2 separate regions of the Rattus norvegicus genome follow, and region 1 is linked to region 2. A link is a contact called in public Hi-C data. All regions are on one chromosome and are shown on one strand. Each heading gives the region's core, a stretch centred on a gene start, on an enhancer-like site or on the middle of the called end of the contact. The rest is flanking DNA. Distances are from core to core; before and after follow the strand shown.

Region 1 (5,019 bases), core at 117-2,616, 65 kb after region 2:
ATAGACACACGCTGACCTAGGCACATACACATTCACTGACCCTTGTACACAAATACATGTACACACCAAATATACACATAATCACATATGCAAACACATGTGTAAACATACAGAAGCAGACACATATGCAAACGTTTAAAAAGTGACATCCATGTAACAGAGAAGATCTGAAGACTAGATTCTTTGATCTCAAACCCACCAGGATAGCTACCATAATCTACTCATCCCTCTCTCACATGAATTCCCATGCCTACATAAAGCAAGGTCTCCTAAGACAGATCGGCTTTAGGTTCCTATACAGAACAGTTGGAATTTAAACTTATCCTTTCTTTTTTACCATGGATTTCACCAGATTCACAAAACCTCTCATCCCTGAATCAGATATTCCTAAACATCTTCCTTCTGAGACCGAACTGATCTGAAGATATACTGAGAAATTCTAACTTTCTTTAATTGATCATTCCAGCAACTCAGGTTTTGATCATATAATGACACTTGATGACATATAACGGCATGCAATGACATGTAACGGTACTTCTTTCCACTTTCCCCCGGCCATGTTTTCTTTTCTCGTTTAATGTCCACACCACCACCCCCTTCTGAATAGATCTCTTTACTTTCCCTTGCTCTTGTCTAGCTCTCAGTCAGTCCCTCTCTCCCCTACCTTCAGCATAGCTGACCTCTGTTTCTCTCTCCAAGCCACTGCCCCATTTAAAATGCTTTCCGTCTCCGTCTCCGTATATTCTTGTTCATCTGATCCTATACTTATCCTCTAGCAAATGCCTGGAGAGTCATACAGTGTGAGTCACTGAGACATTAATAAGTTACTCTTGGGGCTGGGGATTTAGCTCAGTGGTAGAGCGCTTACCTAGGAAGCGCAAGGCCCTGGGTTCGGTCCCCAGCTCCGAAAAAAAGAACCAAAAAAAAAAAAAAATAAGTTACTCTTTGTGAAGGCAGATGACATCACTAACCCACTGTCTGGGACATATGCCCTTGATTAATTTGCTCCACAGTAGACATGAGTGGGTAATAGTCTTCCCAGGTCCCAGCTCTTCCCCTAAGGATGGGTTCTAGAACCTTCTAAACTGAGGATTGAGATATAGGAAGCAGACTTAGAACCAAAGGAAGGCAAAGTTAACAATTCATAAGATGTGGTCTGGGCCAAGAATCGTTCTGTGAGGCCAATGCTCAGAACTACATATGATTGGAACATTTTAACAGAAAGTGTCCTGGTTAAGGTTTGGTTGTTTTTTTGGTTTTTGGGTTTTTTTAATTGTGGTCTGAAAGAATGAGTTTGTATGGCCACACAGTGCTTCATGGTGTTGTGAGTCAGTGAATAGGTAGTCAGTATGTTACGTCATCTCCAGTCCTACCAACTGTCGTTAAGAGACAGTCACAGAGATAAACTGGGAAAGGCCACAGAGCTGTGTGTGTGAAAGCCTGGACTTGAAGACTTTTCCTTTCATTACAGCATGATGCCGCGTGTAATCCCAGCTTCCATTTCTCTCTTCTTGGATGTGGATAACAAGAGCCTCAGCTGGTAACAAAGAAAAACCCAGGAACAGCTGAACTGCCAGAGGCTGACCCCACCAACCCCCACCACGGTCATTCCCTGAACCAAGTCTGAGATGCTGGCGACCCAGTGGCTGACACTTGTCCTCGGGGTTTCAGAAACAGTTTCACAACATGCTACCTTACCCTAGGAAGGAAGCAGCATTCATTGCTTTCATTCCTTCGTGGGGCTCTTAGCTGCTCTTTTCTTTGATCAGCTGGTACAGGAAATAGTGTACGGTTTCTTAGGCACAGCCAACTCTCTCTCGCCACACCCAGACAATGTTCTAAAGTTTTTATTGGATCTGAGTGTGCCAACCTTGTGCTGTGGAATTAAGCGAGGGTTGCTAAATATCATTCATCTTGCAACATCAGATGTCATTCTCTGTGTATGTGTCCTGTCTCCCTAGACTATGAGCAGGGGAGACAGGGTCTCTGTGTTAATGACGACAGTGACATCTTCAGAAATAATAATGGATAAGTTAATCTTAGCTGCTCCTAACATATGCTATGCCACTTGCAGAAACAGTAATCTAGCAGAGTTCTACCCACATCGGAGTCTCTTCTGTATATTACCCCCAGCATCCTAATAGATAAAATTGAGGGGACAAGATAAGTGAGAGCCTTCCAAATGGTGGCAGCTTTCTCTGCTGTGAAAATTGGAAAGAATTCTCAATCCTAAAAATATTTAGTGGGGTGCTCACTATGTCTGTTTTGTTCTACAAGAATCATAGATGTATTAAAACCTCAAATCTGGAATGGAGGCCTGCAGAGGCCATGGGCAAACTGGTCCTACCTAGATAAAGAGGACTTCAAAACATGAAGAACAGTGAAGATTTCTCCACGTTCAGAATCAAAAGTACCTATCACAGCCTTCCTGTAAGCATACTACATACTAAACACCATTCAGGTGCACAATCTACATTGCTCCATTTAGCCTCAGCTACGGTGTCAAGGATAAGATACTATTTCATCTGTTTCCTACATCAACAAGCAAGGTTCTAGCTAAGCATGGTGGCACATGGCCTGTAATTTCCGCTCCCGGGAGCCTAAGATAAGGGGATCCAGTGTTCAAAGCCAACTTGGGCTACATAGCAAGACCCTGTCTTGCATATCTTTAAAATAAACAAACAAACAAATAAACAAATAAATAAGGTTCTTTGAAGGAAAGTGGCTTGGCTAGGTGCTGGGTTGGCTGAGGGATCTCATGGGACATCTCATGTGACATCACATGTCCTCCTGTCACCTGCTATCCACACATCACTTCTGTGATATGCTCATGAGCCCAGATGCCACCTCTACAAAAGAACCTCATTAATTACTCCATTAAATTTTGTTCTTTACTCATAAATATTTTCTTTACATTCTGACAAAGGAACAATAATTAGTTCTGCTCTAGTCACAGAACAAAAGGAAGTCATCAGTGTCTCATTTTCTAGTGTGTACAAAGCTTTGCTATATGACATGCTATCTCATACATGTCCAGGTATTAATGCCACACTGAAAAACCATTAATATTGCTATTCCTGCTTAGAGAGATGAAGACATTAACACATCCAGATCATTAGCTGTTCGGTCTTAGGTACTCTATGAGATTGGAGGGGAGAGAGAACAATTGTTATCTTAAGCCTATTTTAAATGGTAAATGTAAACTTTGCTTTTTCTCCAGATGCTTCCTTGCATCTATTTTTTTTTTAATTTGAAAAAACCCCAGATCTATCTCTTTCTCTGGCAAACAGAACTAGTGCTACTCACACTAGGTTCTGCTGGACTGAGGACCCCCAAGGGTTCCCAAAGTCCTCTATGGTATAACCGCAGCTGGTCATCTTGCACCGAGTAGCTGCTGAACTGACTTGGGACACATTTCAGTGCTTACGCTGCCATTATGGTCAAAGGTCAGCCTTCCAAATGAGTGCTGACTGGCAGGAAGAGCAGAAGTTCTGAAGAAAATGCTGTGTGCCTTTGAACCTCAGATCTCATCCAGGATTGAGTCACAGTGAACAGTGGAGAGTCTCAAGAGTTTTGTTTGCTACAAAAACAAATAGGAAAGGGAAGAGAACAAAGGAACCAGTCTCCCTGGCCCCCTCCCTCCCCCATCCCTCCCACCTCCCTTACCTCAGCCCTCACCTCTAGTTCTGCAGAGAAAGCACAGCAGGCTAACTGAAGTCACTGTCCTGAAGCGGGGCCTTCCATCATATTTCAGATCACTCTCTCTCCCTTTCCTGACAGCACCTTCTGCTTCAAGCCCTCTACCAGGCTTAGCTCATATTCAACTGCTGACCCTGGTTCTGGTTCCCTGTAGAAATTAGAAGCCACCAGGAAAATAGCTTTCCTGAACTCCCACTTACCAGTCTGCCCACAGCTCCATCTACATGAGCAGGCTGCTCTTCCCGCTACAGTGTATGAACCTCTATACTTCTAGCTAAAGACGACCTATATCTGCATCGAAGCATCCGTCTGCTGGTGCCCCCTCAGAGACTTTGTTCCATCCAATGGTGCATCTCTCTCCTATGAGCCAACAAGCAAACTGTTTATCAATGTTCAAAACCCGTGCCTTAACTGCACTGCCACCTCTGGCTCCTCTCCCATTTCTTCGCTCCCCCAATAATAACGACTATCAGGACTTGCCTCTCTTCCGTGTCTTCTGCTCTTTTTCTTTCCCTCCACCTCCACATGTTCCCATTACAAACTAATTCTCATACTTTATCTTACTTGCTCTAGAAGTGTCACAACCGTGGGGGTCATGGTTTTATTCCTAAAGTTGCTGGGTTTGTTTTCTGAACCATTGTTCTTGCTTGGTCCTCTACCTACTCCATTAGCTGCTCTTTCCCTGTCTTGATTAGTTCCTTTATTGGTTCCGATCATATATGATCTTCCTCTAAATGTACATGAAGCCAGGACTTGTTCTCTGGGTCTTCAGCATGTGAGATTTCTCCACTCATGATCTTCTTTCCTCGTGGATTTAAACACTACATTTGTTCCAATAGTTTTCTGACTTGTAACTTAATTCTAATAATTCATCTAGCCACATCTTGGTAAGTGTAACTGTCAGTGACTATCTTCACCTGGGCTTGTAAAGGCATTTCTGATTTACCACACCAAAAATAATGACTTCTTAATTCGTGGTCTTCAAACCTGCTCATCTTACAAGCGCTTCGATCTCATTAAGCTGTAGCTTCATTCTTCCTGCTGCTGAGGTCAAAACCTTGGACTAATTCCTGGCTTCTCATGTCCCCCTGCTCTCCATAGCAGCAGGGATTCTCTCTCCAGAATTCAGAACATGACCACATCTTGCTATTTTCACTCCTGCCACCTTAGTTCCACCCTCCACTATCTCTTTCCTATGTTACTTTAAGGCTATCTAGCTCACCTCTTTCCTTCTAATCATGTTCACATCATACTGGACAGCAGTCAGAATGATCTTCTAAAATGTAAGATGGGCCATGTTATTCCTCTGCTCAAAAACCC
Region 2 (5,818 bases), core at 204-2,703:
ATCAGTATAAACCTAGTCATAGTCAGTTCAATCGATTTTATGATCTAACAATGAGTCATGATCTGATTTGACACAGCACCCTGGCTGACTTGAATAGGATGGAAACAATTCAGCATATAACAATTCAAATACAAATAATTCAAATAATTCAAAGACAGGAGAGGTTTCTGCACATGTGACAGCTACAGTTGCAGCTGCTGCTGCCGCACATGCTCAGTGTATAGTTCAATGGCGAGAGAAAGGAAGTAGAGAAATAGAAGAAGATCTCTATCACTGTGGCTTGGCAGAAACCACCGAACTTCGGATGCAGTTTCCCAAGATCTCCTTCACGTTGACCTTTCATCTGCTCCAACCCTTTGTTCTCTCTCCACAGGATGACAACCGAGTACCCAGGCCACTACGGCGAAGACATGGACATGATTTCCTATGACTATGATTTCTATATGAGAGGAGCAACAACCACTTTCTCTGCAGTGGAAAGGTGAGAGGGCCAACCCCTGTCCGGTGACCTCAGGGCTAGCGACTGTGTGCATTCACTGCTTGCTGGGGCCCTGACCGTGGACCTGATACCCCAATAATCTATCTTTCCACTCAGTCAAGGATTGGCTGTGGGTTTGGTTAGGTGGCAGGATCCAGTGAGAAGTGAGAAGTCTTGGAAACTTGCCTCACAAGGCAGTGTGACCTCGACAAGAAGGACAGACACCAACCTACTCGAGTACAACAGCAGCCTTGAACTTGGCATGGGCATTCCTTGATGTTCGAAACAATTTTTGCAGTCAAACTCAGACACCGATTGACATGACAAGGAAAGGTTGAGATGGCTGGAAGGGTATTCACTCTCAAATTGGAGCCCTTCTAGTCCTGTACCTGTGTGTGTTCCCCACTTAGAATCGTAGGGAGGAAGAAAGGAAGAGGAGGTTTTCACAAGGAAGAACACACAAAATCCATTCTCTCCATACATTCAGTCTGGCATAACACAGACTAGACAACTTATAAAACTCAGAAATCTACTGTCCCAGAGACTGGGAACTTCAAGATCAAGGTAGCAGGAGATATGTAGTGAGGACTGATCTTTGCTTCGAAGACAGACCATCTCACTGTGTCCCCACACAGCTGAACTGAACCTAGTTCCAAAGGCACTAAAACCATTCCTGAGGACAGCATATTTTTGATATAATCAGCTCCCAACCCTTACCTCTTAGTACTACTTAGTGCTATGATTACATTGGACATTAGTTTGCAGCACACAGATTTCATAACAGACGTTAACATGCAGACCACAGTGTCTAACTAATCACAACTAAAAATGAAACGGGGGGAACCATTACGTGATGAAGTCAGAATCCTTAAGGGAAAAGACATCTAAATAACTTAAGAAAAACAGCACTCACTTGCACCTCGCCCCTGCTCCTCCCAGCATTCCTTTGTAGGCCTCTCTAGAGTAGGTTAAAACCCTAAGAAAACAAGACTCAAAAATTCCTGTAGACATGATCATCATTGGGGATCTTGTGGTTATTCTATTAATTCATGGGAAACTATGGAGAAGTTCAAAAGTTAAGAGACGATTTGACTAACTTTAATCCAGTGATAATAATGTCACACAAAAATTAATTCCAGGAAGATTACCCACACATGTTTTGCAAACCAAATAAAACAGAAAGTAAAACCTCAGTTGCTAACAGACTCTGAGCAACTTGAGTGCCGTTTCCTTTTGTGTACAGGCTTCCAAATGAAGTTGCATCTCACTTAGCTGCAGTTAACTTATTTATTAAGAAACACAAAGCTTAAAGGCACAAAGAAAGCTCTGGATGAGCACATTGTATGTACCAGGTTCTAGGTCCCAAGATTCTGGTTTCTCTACAGAACACCTCAGTTTCATATGTAGCCTGTTTCTGTTTGAGATGGGGTTTTAACTTACTTAGTTACCTGTTTTCTAAAAGCTGTGGTTGGATAAATACATCCTAATGAGGGGAACAACTGAGTGGTATACCACACAGTGAGAATATTTAAGAAGAGAGAGACCCAAGAACTCACAGAGTATAGAAATCCAATGTCATTGAGTACCAAAGTGTCTGCCAAAGTTCAGAAAACTTTGTGCCCGGATCAAGTGTTCCTAAAGATTCCCAGGTTAAAGGGGACATTGGTTCTGAGTTTTCTGGTTAAAAATATAACAAAAAAAAATGGAAACTGTAAAGAATGAATGACTATCACTTAAAATTGGTGCTAAATAAATATTTTTTGGCAGTTAAAATGGCCGATTCTGTCTGACTTGGCAATGATTAGCTACATAAATTGTACAGAACCGCTGAAGACAGAGGTATAGTGTCTCTGAATTATTTTAAAATGACTTCTGCCTCCCTCCAGATAAAAATAAAAGTAGCATACATAAAATTAGCAGGCCCATGCAGTTTTGATGCAATTAGTGGTTTGGAAATCCACAGTTTTAGTCTCTTTATTTCTGTCGAAGATGGGGTGCTCACCCCCAGTCCCACTGGACAAATACCATCAGAGCAAGGACTTCCCTTCCCTTCCCTTCCATACAAAACTCACTTGTGTATGTCCCTCCTGGAATGGTTTCTCACCCTGGGGCCAGATAATTCTCTGTTGCAAGAGCCTGTCCAGTGATTCTAGGTGTTAGCCCCATCCACCAAGTGCCACTGGTATCTATCTCCCTTCGGGGTGACAGGCAAAACTCTTTGCAGCCATTGCCAAATGTATCATGGAGTCACTTAGCCCCTAGTTGAAAGCTACTGTCCGTCATGGGAAACAGAACCTGGCTAGTCCCCTTGATTCTTTCAGGATCAAGTCTAAATTTTTCTCAGTTTCCATTCACTGCCTCTCAAACCTCCATCACAGATGCCTGGCCACAGGCTCGTTCTTACCGTCTTCATGCGTAGATGCACGGGTCTTAGCTGTGGTCATTAAATTCACTTGGAAAACGCACAGCACCAGTGTGCTAATCCTCTCAAGTAAACCATATCCGCTGTGGATGACTTTACAGGAACGAATATCAATACATAACTCATTCCTTAAAGATGTTCCAGGGAATGCACTGCATAGGACAAGCTGGAAAAACAGGCTCAGAATGAGAAAGCCGGCCTTGACCTATTTGCTCACCATCCCCTTCCCCCCACTCAGAATAGCATGGTCATCCCCACATACTTCCCATTCAGAAGCTGGACGCCAGCGCTGTCAGCCATCGGTGTTTAAGACTCAGGAATAAGCCTGTCAGGTTCAAAGAGGAGGAGGAGGAAGGACCGTGCTGTGGAAGAAATTGCTCAGTTGAATATGGATAAAGTAGTACCACACTTTATTGGGTTAAGGCCAAGAGCATGACAGTTGTATCCCTGGTGGCATTAAGGACACTTGGCAAGGGACACAGCATAGTACAAGAGAAAGACCAATTTTTGAGTCCCGCACCCTCAAAATCTGACATCATCACCTTTCACTGGTAATCCTTTAAAGCAAGTCTTATCACACTAAGCCTATTCCTCCATGTGCCCTATAACCAGCAACGGGCAATCTAACCTTACAGATTCATCAGTTCTCTGGGGACTTTATCAAAGTCTTCTGAGTTCAAGGTGAGAATCCCCACAGCTCCAAATCCTGCCAAAGCCCAGCAGTGCTTTTCCCCAGGAGCCATCTTTCTACACTCTCTAACTTTCCTCTTTTGGCTCTCCTCCTACAGGGATCGCCAGTGGAAGTTCATAATGTGCCGGATGACTGACTATGACTGTGAATTCGAAAACGTTTAGATTCGCCACGTACAGAAGTCCGGGTGAAGGGCAAGGGTCCTGAGGGTGTCATATCACATCTGCTAATATTAATTAGAACAACTGCACTTTTTTTTTTGCTCTCTTCCCTGGGATGGGAGCTATAGTGTCAGCTGCCTAGGCCTTTGTCACCACGATCACACGTATAAATAAACCCACAATTAAGCCTTGTTTCTCCCTTTCAACACATTCCGAAACAAGCATCTCCAGTTGCTGATGACAGTTTCCTTGCATAGCACATGTACAGCTTACAGCCTGCTGCCCAGAGCACCTGTCCCAGCCTTGCTGGGCTCGCACTATAACTCAGCTTCAGATTCAGCTTAATAAACTTGGAGGGGGAGGGGGAGGCGCTTGAGAGAGGTGGGGATAAAGGTTCTCTATAGCTAAGCCTGTTTGAATGACAACACCCAGAGATCTCACCTGGGGTGGTGGGAGCACTCTCTGTCTTGAGGGAACATGTACCTACTCTCTCCTTCCACAAGAGCCACATACACTTAGAAGTTCCAGTGAAGATCTATGTGCTTCAGAAGAGAGGGGACTTGGAGGTGAAAGGGGGAGTGGGAGGGGGGCTTGAGGACCTAGCTGAAAGATTTTAGGCTGAAAGAACTTCCTTGATTCAAAGACATATGTCAGTAGACCCAACAATGAGAATGAATATGAGGGCCAGGAAAACTTGTGGGAATCAGTCTCAAGACAGAAACAGAGAAAGAAAGAAAAGTGGATAGGACTCAGATTGGGAACCTGGGTAGACAGGAGTGGCAAGGGAAGAAGGGATCTTGGGTTATCCACAGTTTGAGACACATCCGGTGTTCGGCCATATCCCCAGAAGCCACAGAGATGTTGCTTACACGTCTCTAGATTGGTCCTGAGGTTCCTCCTCCCTTTCCCGTGGAGCATGAAAGTGCATTCTGCAGAGATAACACCATCTTTCCTCCCCCTGTAATATGTCCCTAGCCATTTGTAGCTCCTTCTTTAAAAAAAAAATAAAGGTAACAATATTCACTGTGCTATAGATATCAAAGGCCAATTTGTGTCCCCTACGCTCCCCTTTTGATCATCCATGAACTCACTCTGAAAACACACGGTCACACTGTGATTGGGAGAAGGCTTGAAGACAATGGTGAGGGAGCCATGTGTGGTGATTGGAGGAATCTGACTATTAGAACACAAAGCGGAAAGTGGTCACCAAGTGGCAAGTGGTCACCTAAAGATCAGACAAAGGATGGAACTGTGTTTCTTTGGCTTTAAATCTAGCTGCTTTACCCAATATATCACATGACCCGATATGTCTCCTGAAATTGTAGCCATAGGGAACTCATACTTCCTTTACCTATATCACTTGTTCTTTTCTCAACTCTGCTACCTTTCCCTCATCTTCTCCCTGGATAGGCCCAGAAAAGGTGCCAGATGGGCAAATCCCCAGTGGGGACACTTTGTATATACCCCAGGTAGGTGGCGAAATAGCACATTTCCATCAACAGTGGCTACATTTCCCTCAGTGAGCTCCCAGCTTTGGGATGGGCAAGACAGAACCGAAGATGGACTTCTTTGTCTTAATTCTTAAGAACTCTTTGATGAGGTCTTTCTGCTGAGTTTTGTTATTTCCTTGCTTCTGCTTCTCTGCAGTTTTAATTTATAATGAGAAGCTTCCTGGTGTCATTTTTCACAGAGGGTGCCATTAATATTTTAGCATTTGCAGTGCTGGTGCAGGATGACAACCAGGAAATGGCCTTAGTTGGGTTCATGTGGAGCCCAGCAGGAAGGGAGACAAACAGTGCAGATTGGTTCACTCCATAGCCACATCCGTGGTAGCAACAAGAGTTGGTAGGAGGATGGGATGTGGGGTGGAGAGGCCTGTGGCTGACGGAGCTGTCAGGCGACTGTGAAAAGCACAAGTCAAGGAAAGAACAGAAGGCCGTCCAGTAATAGGAGCCTGTGCCAGATGGAATAAAAGGGGCTTCTACAAAAAAATCCCTTTGTGTCCAAGCCAAGGATCATGCCAGGAAAGACATCGTCAGTTTGGTCTGGATATGGATCATTTGCGT

The links. Hi-C and Micro-C count contacts between places; a contact is called where the count stands out from the background.
Region 1: a contact with region 2 is called in a Hi-C map of the A7r5 cell line, with 1.5 times the contacts expected there. The contact joins two enhancer-like sites. A contact is called at or near these places in 2 of 12 Hi-C or Micro-C datasets (the A7r5 cell line and hepatocytes).

Annotation. Positions count from the first base shown.
Region 1 is chr13:79,745,340-79,750,358 of GRCr8, forward strand. The region is part of intron 1 of LOC102546371 (a long non-coding RNA gene); the gene reads right to left. It overlaps LOC108352565 (a long non-coding RNA gene), which reads left to right. Exons shown (of 3, transcript XR_001840891.3): 3 at 1,472-5,019. Among named protein-coding and RNA genes, the nearest start is that of Xcl1, 38 kb to the right of the region's middle. Within about 2 kb of position 1,367, at least 10 of the 93 cell types and tissues checked have an H3K27ac peak or open chromatin away from gene starts, as enhancers often do. A contact at or near this core is called in the A7r5 cell line, where this site is marked.
Region 2 is chr13:79,679,973-79,685,790 of GRCr8, forward strand. Dpt (dermatopontin) reads left to right here. Exons shown (of 4, transcript NM_001401366.1): 3 at 374-481; 4 at 3,689-4,787. The coding sequence ends at 3,755. LOC102546371 (a long non-coding RNA gene) reads right to left here. Exons shown (of 8, transcript XR_010057087.1): 4 at 3,163-3,262; 5 at 2,883-3,066. Among named protein-coding and RNA genes, the nearest start is that of Dpt, 27 kb to the left of the region's middle. Within about 2 kb of position 1,454, at least 5 of the 93 cell types and tissues checked have an H3K27ac peak or open chromatin away from gene starts, as enhancers often do. A contact at or near this core is called in the A7r5 cell line, where this site is marked.